2 separate regions of the Mus musculus genome follow, and region 2 is linked to region 1. The links are chromatin contacts, called in public HiChIP or PLAC-seq maps. All regions are on one chromosome and are shown on one strand. Each heading gives the region's core, a stretch centred on a gene start, on an enhancer-like site or on the middle of the called end of the contact. The rest is flanking DNA. Distances are from core to core; before and after follow the strand shown.

Region 1 (3,682 bases), core at 974-3,473:
ACTTAAAGCTGTTTCCTAGATTTGTTTATCAGGGGGACAAACAGGCAACAGACATTTCACAGGAGTGTGAATTTGAAGTGTGCTTGGAGGTTTGCAAATGAGAGAGAAATTGCCAGCAACAGGTATGTATTGCACCTCTTCAGGACTGCTGCCAGCATCAGCAGCCTTTCTAGGACCCTTCTATATACTGAGACCTGGGAGGGTTCCTGCTGTGCTGTTTCTTTCTGAAAGCCAGCTGGTATGTGATGTTTAGTTAAGCATTTTAGAGCCACTCTTTTGTTCTTTTCCAGGCCTGTTCCACTTTAGCTAAAGTTACGACAGCTATGCTCTGTTAGTAAAGAATGTACAACCTCTTGCTCTTCCTCACCTCTCTCCTCTTCTGCTCTCCTTTCCTTCCCTTTCCTCCTGTCTTCCTCTCTCTTCTTCTCCTCTCTTCTCCTTGTCTCCCCTCTCCTCTCCTCTATTTCTTTCTTCACCATCCCTTCCCTGTCCCTCTCCCCTCCCCTCTCCATTTCTTTTACTTTTCTTTCCCCTTCTTTTTCTTCTTAGATTTCTCTTTATCTCTCCCAGAATATTAGTATTCTTTAGTACAGTTTAACCTACCTTAGAAGGAAAAATGCTAAGTGCAAATATGTTATAAATTTAATGTATTTCCAATGTAAATGGATAGATTAAAATAATAGTTTAGTGCAAATTCCATTCCTTAGTTCTGTACCCTGATAGTGATATTGTAGCATTGAAGCAAAACCATATCTTTTCTTTCCCTGCGTATTTTGTTTGTTTAAGTGAAGTGAAATACAGCTTAGACAAAAACCACTATGTATACTTCCTCTATATTTGTCAAACCTTTCCCCAGAAATCTAATATATCCAGAGAACATTTCACTGCTCGGCGTTGCAAACTATACTTATTCATTCATTATTTTCCATGTTATATTTGTCACCAGAGAAAGCCAATCGTGTTACATATTTCTGCCCTCCCTCAACAACATGTTATGTCACACAACTGAAACCTAAAGTGGGGAGTCGGGTCAAATCTGACTTGATTCATACACACATTGTGCTTCACAAGATAAAGCCAGAGCCTAAATTTTATCATCCTTTATAATAATTATTTCGGTTTCATCTTAGAAAAAAAACACATGTATTTTGTAGGAAATCACACCTTATGATCTCCTTCAAAACTTTTATGAGTGTTTGGCAGATATACTTTGCTCACAGTATTGACAGAACTCCTTCGTTTAATGACCACAGTTTGGCAGCTCTCTGGAATGGTATTTCAAAATGCAGTGAACATGATTGGCTGGTTAACTGGTTTTCCAGAAACTGAATTAGTCATAGAGCAGCTTGTGTTGTTACCCTTGTCTTGATGTACGTACTTTGACCTTGAATTCCTGAGTGGGAGCTTTTCCTATTCTGGTGCAAGCCACTATTGTCAACGTGTGACTAAGAAAACCATGATGACATTTAGAAGGACTTTCTTTCCAGCGGTTAAGACTTTGTACCTCTACAATGAAGAATGAAGAAAAAGTGCCAAGAGTACCTAGAAAAATGCAGGACATATAGCTGGCTCTAGCCATTTTTGACGCACATGCGACATGCTTGTGAGAACGGAACCCGAAATCTTTAAACAGGATGTGACCAATCTACGAGCTGCTGAGAAAAGCTGAAAAACTGACTTCAGTTGCTAAAAATAAGAATGCCTTTTACCAACCTTCCCTTGTTCATCCAAGAAGAACTAGACACAAATGTATTTGCTAGCTTCCAATGAACATGCAAGAAAACTCAAACATTGCACCCACCCTACCCTAAAGCACACAGAGTTAAGCAGGGCCTCATGTGGCCCATCCTATAACATGCTGGCAATATTAAGGAAAAACTAGGTTCATACAAATCCAAATGATGGGTGACCCAGGAAAAAGAGTTATAATTTGCCAGCCAGTCTGGGTTGTTACTTTCCCTCAGCAGTTAAACTCCCCTGCTTGGTGTCAGATACCTCAGTCATCAGCCTCAACCTCAATCTCAATCTCTCTCTAATTTTTTTTTCAGAAATAATTTGGCATCCTCCCCTACAAACATCAAGGGCTCTGCTGGGAGTAGCCGCGTATCATCTCTTATGTAAGTTTCATAAAAGCTTTGCACCTACCTCTGTCAAGCCGTCTCTGTCTGCATGGGCTGGATGAGAAACCGACCAGCTCTGAAGGCTGCTCCAGATAGACCAGAAAGAAAGGACCCGGGGAGCCTGTCCTTAGTGTCTCTAAGCATGGCTGCATAGCTGGCTCTTAGCTTATCTGTGCCTTTCGGCTTTCGCTTCCATACATGGACCTGTTCCCAACACTAACGCCAAGCTGTCGAGAAAGCTATCTGGCAGCTCTCAGGCTCATCCGACACATGGGTGATAAAAATACACATATAGACATCCTTTCAGCCAGCCCGTTTCCCACCCACAATTCTGCCACTACACACGCTTACAAATATGCTTTAGATTGGCAGTCGTATTCTCCGGATTTTGGCGTACAATCAATTTCTACCTGATTCAAACGCAAAGTTTGCAGGGTGTGGGCTTGCTTGATTCTGGCTGCTTACCAGCCTCTTCACACTGAGAGACTTAGTAATAAGATGCTAATGGGACCTGAGAGACATTTATTAAATGAATGAATGAATGAATGAATGAATGAGTGAATGAATAGTAGCTGAATGAACACTACTCCCTTATTGCACTACATGTGAATTACTAATTACTAGGTTTATTCTCGAGACATTTATTTAACTGGAAATGGTTCTTAACCCTCTCGATGATTCACCTTAAAGGAAAAGCAGAAGGCCAGAGATGTCAAGATCTCTCTGACAGGAGAGGAGGTGTTTTAGGTTATTAGGTGGCAGGTGTGTTAAGCTAAGACTTGGGTGAGAAAAAAGGATTTAGAAAATGTTTTTACTGTTACAGAACCCAAGCCTAAATGAATAAGAATTGTTAAGCTTGTTCATTATCACTGATAGGCTTTTGTGGCATACTACTCTGATTTAATCCCTAATCAGGGAATAAATCTTGCCCTGACAAGTAGAGAGGGGGCCTCTTAGTGGCATGAAGACTGAGGCTCTTTGTTTTGTTTGTTTGTTTTTTTAACTTATTTGTAATTTAGGCTTTCATCTTTCAGGTTTTGTTTTAAAAGTGGAGTTATCCCTCTTACTCTCAATGTCTCTAATATGCGGCACTAATCCCCGGATTCACTCGTTTTAGTTAAAAATCAATTTTATTGCTTCTCACTAAGGGTAATTTCTGCGGGTGATATATGCACATGCACATATACTAAAATACTCTTAAATCTGAATTGGTTTTGAAATTCCTATTATAAATTAAAAAGGACAAGCTGGTATATGGATGCCTTCATCCAATCCCAGCACTTGGGAAATGGAGGCAAGAAGCCCAGGACTTTAAAGTCATCCTTAACTACACGGCCAGCCTGGGCTGTGGATAGGAGAGCCTATCTCAAAACAAACAAATAAAAAAGAAAGGAGCATCAAAAGAACTCTGAGGAAGAGAGAATTAATAACACAAAACTATGTAGTAAAAGAAAGTACAGACAAGAAGCATTGGTGGAAAGCTTAAGGAATCTCACTGGTAAAAAAAGCAACACTGTAGAAAAGCAACGGGTTCGGAATGATGATGTTTAATAATATATATA
Region 2 (3,479 bases), core at 898-3,397, 43 kb after region 1:
AAAAAACATGCTAGATTTGTTAATATTACCTTTAGGTGGCTTCTTAATCAAAGCTGCAAATACCACTAATGATTTAATTCGGAGCCACTTTAGCGTTAGGAGTTATATACTCAGCCCTTTTGCATTTTTATTTTTATACATATTGTCAGATAAAAAAATATTCTTGCTGAAAATATCATACTTCCTCCAATCACACATTTAAAAATAATTCTAGGATGCACCGATTTCCATATTAGTTGACAAAACATCCTGTCTTCATGTCTCCTAGTGAATGGGCATCTCACTACGTATCATCATATTTTTGTTTATCATTTACCCCAAGTTTGCTTACAGAATGCACAACACTGGAAATCATTTCCTTATTTAAGTGTTCACGTGATTCTTTATTTGTTTTACAATTTCTGACTAGAGCAGAGAGTTTGTGTCATAGTCTGGCCTTGAGCTTGGCATCTGTCACGCTAGCATTTGGTAGGCAGAGGAGGCAGGAGGGTAGTAAAAGGAGAAGTGAAAACCCAGCTTTAGCTACATGACAAGTTTGAGACCAACCAAGTCTAAACCAACCTGAACAAAATATAAGCCAATGTAAATTCAAAAGTCTGCGTAGTATAAATGATAAAATTGCTTCAATTCAATCTGTCATCTCTTCATCATCTGTATTATTATTATTATTATTTTATATGTGAAAATATAAATATGATTATGATACATTTTCATCGCAGATATGTATCATAAAGTGCTTTCTTCTATGGTTAGTCCCTAGCCCAAGATCAATATTTGATCCCCCAAATAAGAAGGGGGTTAAGCCACATACATGCACACATTCACCAGACTGGTGCAGCTCTGCACTCTGCCTGGCTGGGCTTTCTTCCCAATCTTCTGATGATGTAGGGGAATGCAAAGAGGAACGATTACCTTGAGAAATAGAGCAAATGCTATTTGGGATCACTGCACCTCATCCGTTGTCCCATAGTTACCAGGTAGCAGGCAGGAGGATACATTTAGTAGCAGAGTACAGCTGTACCTGAGAAGTCTCCTTGAGCCCACTCCAAGGATCACTTGCCAGGGTCATATGCTAACAACATCATCATTCTGTCATGCCTTCTGCTCGTTTCTCTGCAGCTAATCAGGCAAACGTCATTGAGCGAATTGGGCTTCCTAATGCTGTTCCTTGCTTCTGTGTGTGGCTTCACTTTCTAGTCAGAATCATGTGCTTTCAGCATCAAGTCATCAAATACTGATATTGTCCCCCTTAAATTAGTTGACCTTTAAAAACTATTACTGCTTGCTTCCGTGTGTGTGTGTGTGTGTGTGTGTGTGTGTGTGTGTGTGTGTGTGTGTGTGCGCGCGCACGCGTGCAGGCACACACACACAAATATATATAAGTGTGCATAGGTTCACATGCCATCATAGACACATGGACGTCAAAGGACATTTTTGTGGTACTTTAGTTTTTTTTTTTTTTTTCAGCATAGTCTTTTTTTATAATAGATTTCTAGTTTTATTTATTTTATTTTTTTACTCAAAAATCTGTTGGTCAACCCATAAAGAAACACTGAGAGTGCCATTTAAGCTTGTATCTTTATGAAAAACATATTCTTAACCACCTGCAGAAGTATTCTGGGAAGTACAATGGGTCTATACATTTGCATACATGATCTGTTTTGCCTGTTGTCTCATTCCTCTCTGTGTCGGTGCCACTCCCTTTATCTCCAGCTACATGTTCTAAGCAGCCTGCTTATGCTGGGGCTCCTTGAATGTCCACATAAACTCTTCTGCCCCCAGAGAGCTGGGTCTGGGGGTTCGTTCTTGAAGAATCAGGTATTCAAGGAAAGGAATATGAAAAATAAAGAGTACAAAATTATCCATGTGTGTTGAAACTCTGAAAGTGTAAAATGTCTAACTGTGACTACTTATGTTCACTACCCCTGATAAGTATGGCTAAGGTTAAATATGCCCACCTTGGTAGAGATGCAGGCACTCATGAGTCACACGACCTTCTCAAGGTCAGACCATTTGGAAACGTTCCAAGCTTTGAGTTTCTAAATGGAGCTCCAGAATTCTTTCCACTACTTCATTCCCAACATCTCTATTCTGGGACTACTATCAGGAGTGCCTGAACGTGTCTTTGGGAATCTCTGTCACTCACTTAAGAACTCTGTAAGGTGGTTTGATTAAAGAAGCAGGAGCGCGCTGGAAGCTTTGATAGGCAACTAGGGATACTGCAGTCTAACAAGTAGGGTGGAAGGACTTAGAAAATCTCTTTCCCTCTCCAAAAGCAGCATTTCCAGAATTGCAAGGGGTTTCTCACAGCAGTATGAGATGAACAGGGAAGCTTGTATCTTGTTCCCGTACTCATAAAGATGATTTTGTTCAGTAAAAACACCCCCATGTCAGTGGTGAGGGAGAGATTCCATGATGTTCTCTGAGAAGTGCATGTAGCAGGTAGGATGCCAGGCATCAGGCCACACTGACTTAAACTGCCTGGAAGGTTGCTGGCACAAGGCGTGAGATGCTCTTGTTAAGGAAGTTACAACACCAAGTCACATTCTAGTCATTTAGGGGTTAGTGAAAAGTGCATTTCTGACTTCTGATTTCCCATTTTAGATCGAATAAGTCTGACTCTAATGAGCAAAGTCCTATGGTTTCTATAAAAGTTCTCAAGGTGGATCTAATGGGTCGTCAGCTGACATATGTTTACTTGTAACATCAACTGTCTTGGGTCATCTAAGTATGAAAGACTACATCAATGACCACAGATTAGTGTATATACTTCTGGGCGTATTATCAATAGCTCCTGGATTGTGTCTCCTGTTCCTTTGGATGGTGACTGTATTCATAACCATGCCATATTATTCTGCTACGTCATGCCACATCCTTCCTGTGGTAAGTGAACAGAAGGAACGATGACTCAAGAGCTGGCCCTAGGTCCAAGTCACACAGTGCAGGGAAGAAACCAGTGTTCATCCTTGTTACTGTGTCTCAGTTACTGTGGCTGCTCTGCTCTTTCTCTGTTTCCTTAACCGTTTCTGTTTCCATATGCTCCATCTTATCACATCTTCTATGCTTTTCAACCTACTTTCCTTTATTCCTTTGATATTATTATATGTGGAATGTCTGTATAAGTATGTGTGTGTGTGTGTGTGTGTGTGTGTGTATTTACATGTCTGTGTACATGTGTGTGTATGTATGTGGTTTGTCTGTGTAGATATTCATGTGTGTGGATATATATATATATATATATATATATATATATATATACATACATACATATATATACATATATATATATATATATATATATATGTGTGTGTGTGTGTGTGTGTGTGTGTGTGTGTGTGTGTGTATCTGTGTACATATTCGTGTCTCTGTGTGTGTGGTGTCTGCACGCATGCATGTGTGTGTGTTTGTGTGTGAGTGTAGGTAAGAGTGTCACTGGCTGTTTTATTCAGCCACTTTCAACCTTTTTTCTTTATTCTTGA

The links. HiChIP or PLAC-seq counts read pairs in DNA pulled down with a chosen protein or histone mark.
Region 2: a contact with region 1 is called in an H3K27ac HiChIP or PLAC-seq map of cardiomyocytes, with 3 times the contacts expected there. The contact joins the enhancer-like site here to the promoter of Slc8a1 in region 1. A contact is called at or near these places in 3 of 484 Hi-C or Micro-C datasets (the HL-1 cell line, cardiomyocytes and embryonic heart), 2 of 115 datasets of contacts at active chromatin or transcription factors (cardiomyocytes and heart atrium) and 1 of 9 other capture datasets (liver).

Annotation. Positions count from the first base shown.
Region 1 is chr17:81,736,164-81,739,845 of GRCm38.p6, forward strand. It overlaps Slc8a1 (solute carrier family 8 (sodium/calcium exchanger), member 1), which reads right to left and starts at 2,224. Exons shown (of 11, transcript NM_011406.3): 1 at 2,146-2,224.
Region 2 is chr17:81,779,619-81,783,097 of GRCm38.p6, forward strand. No RefSeq gene overlaps it. Among named protein-coding and RNA genes, the nearest start is that of Slc8a1, 43 kb to the left of the region's middle. Within about 2 kb of position 2,148, at least 29 of the 459 cell types and tissues checked have an H3K27ac peak or open chromatin away from gene starts, as enhancers often do. A contact at or near this core is called in cardiomyocytes, embryonic heart and heart atrium, where this site is marked.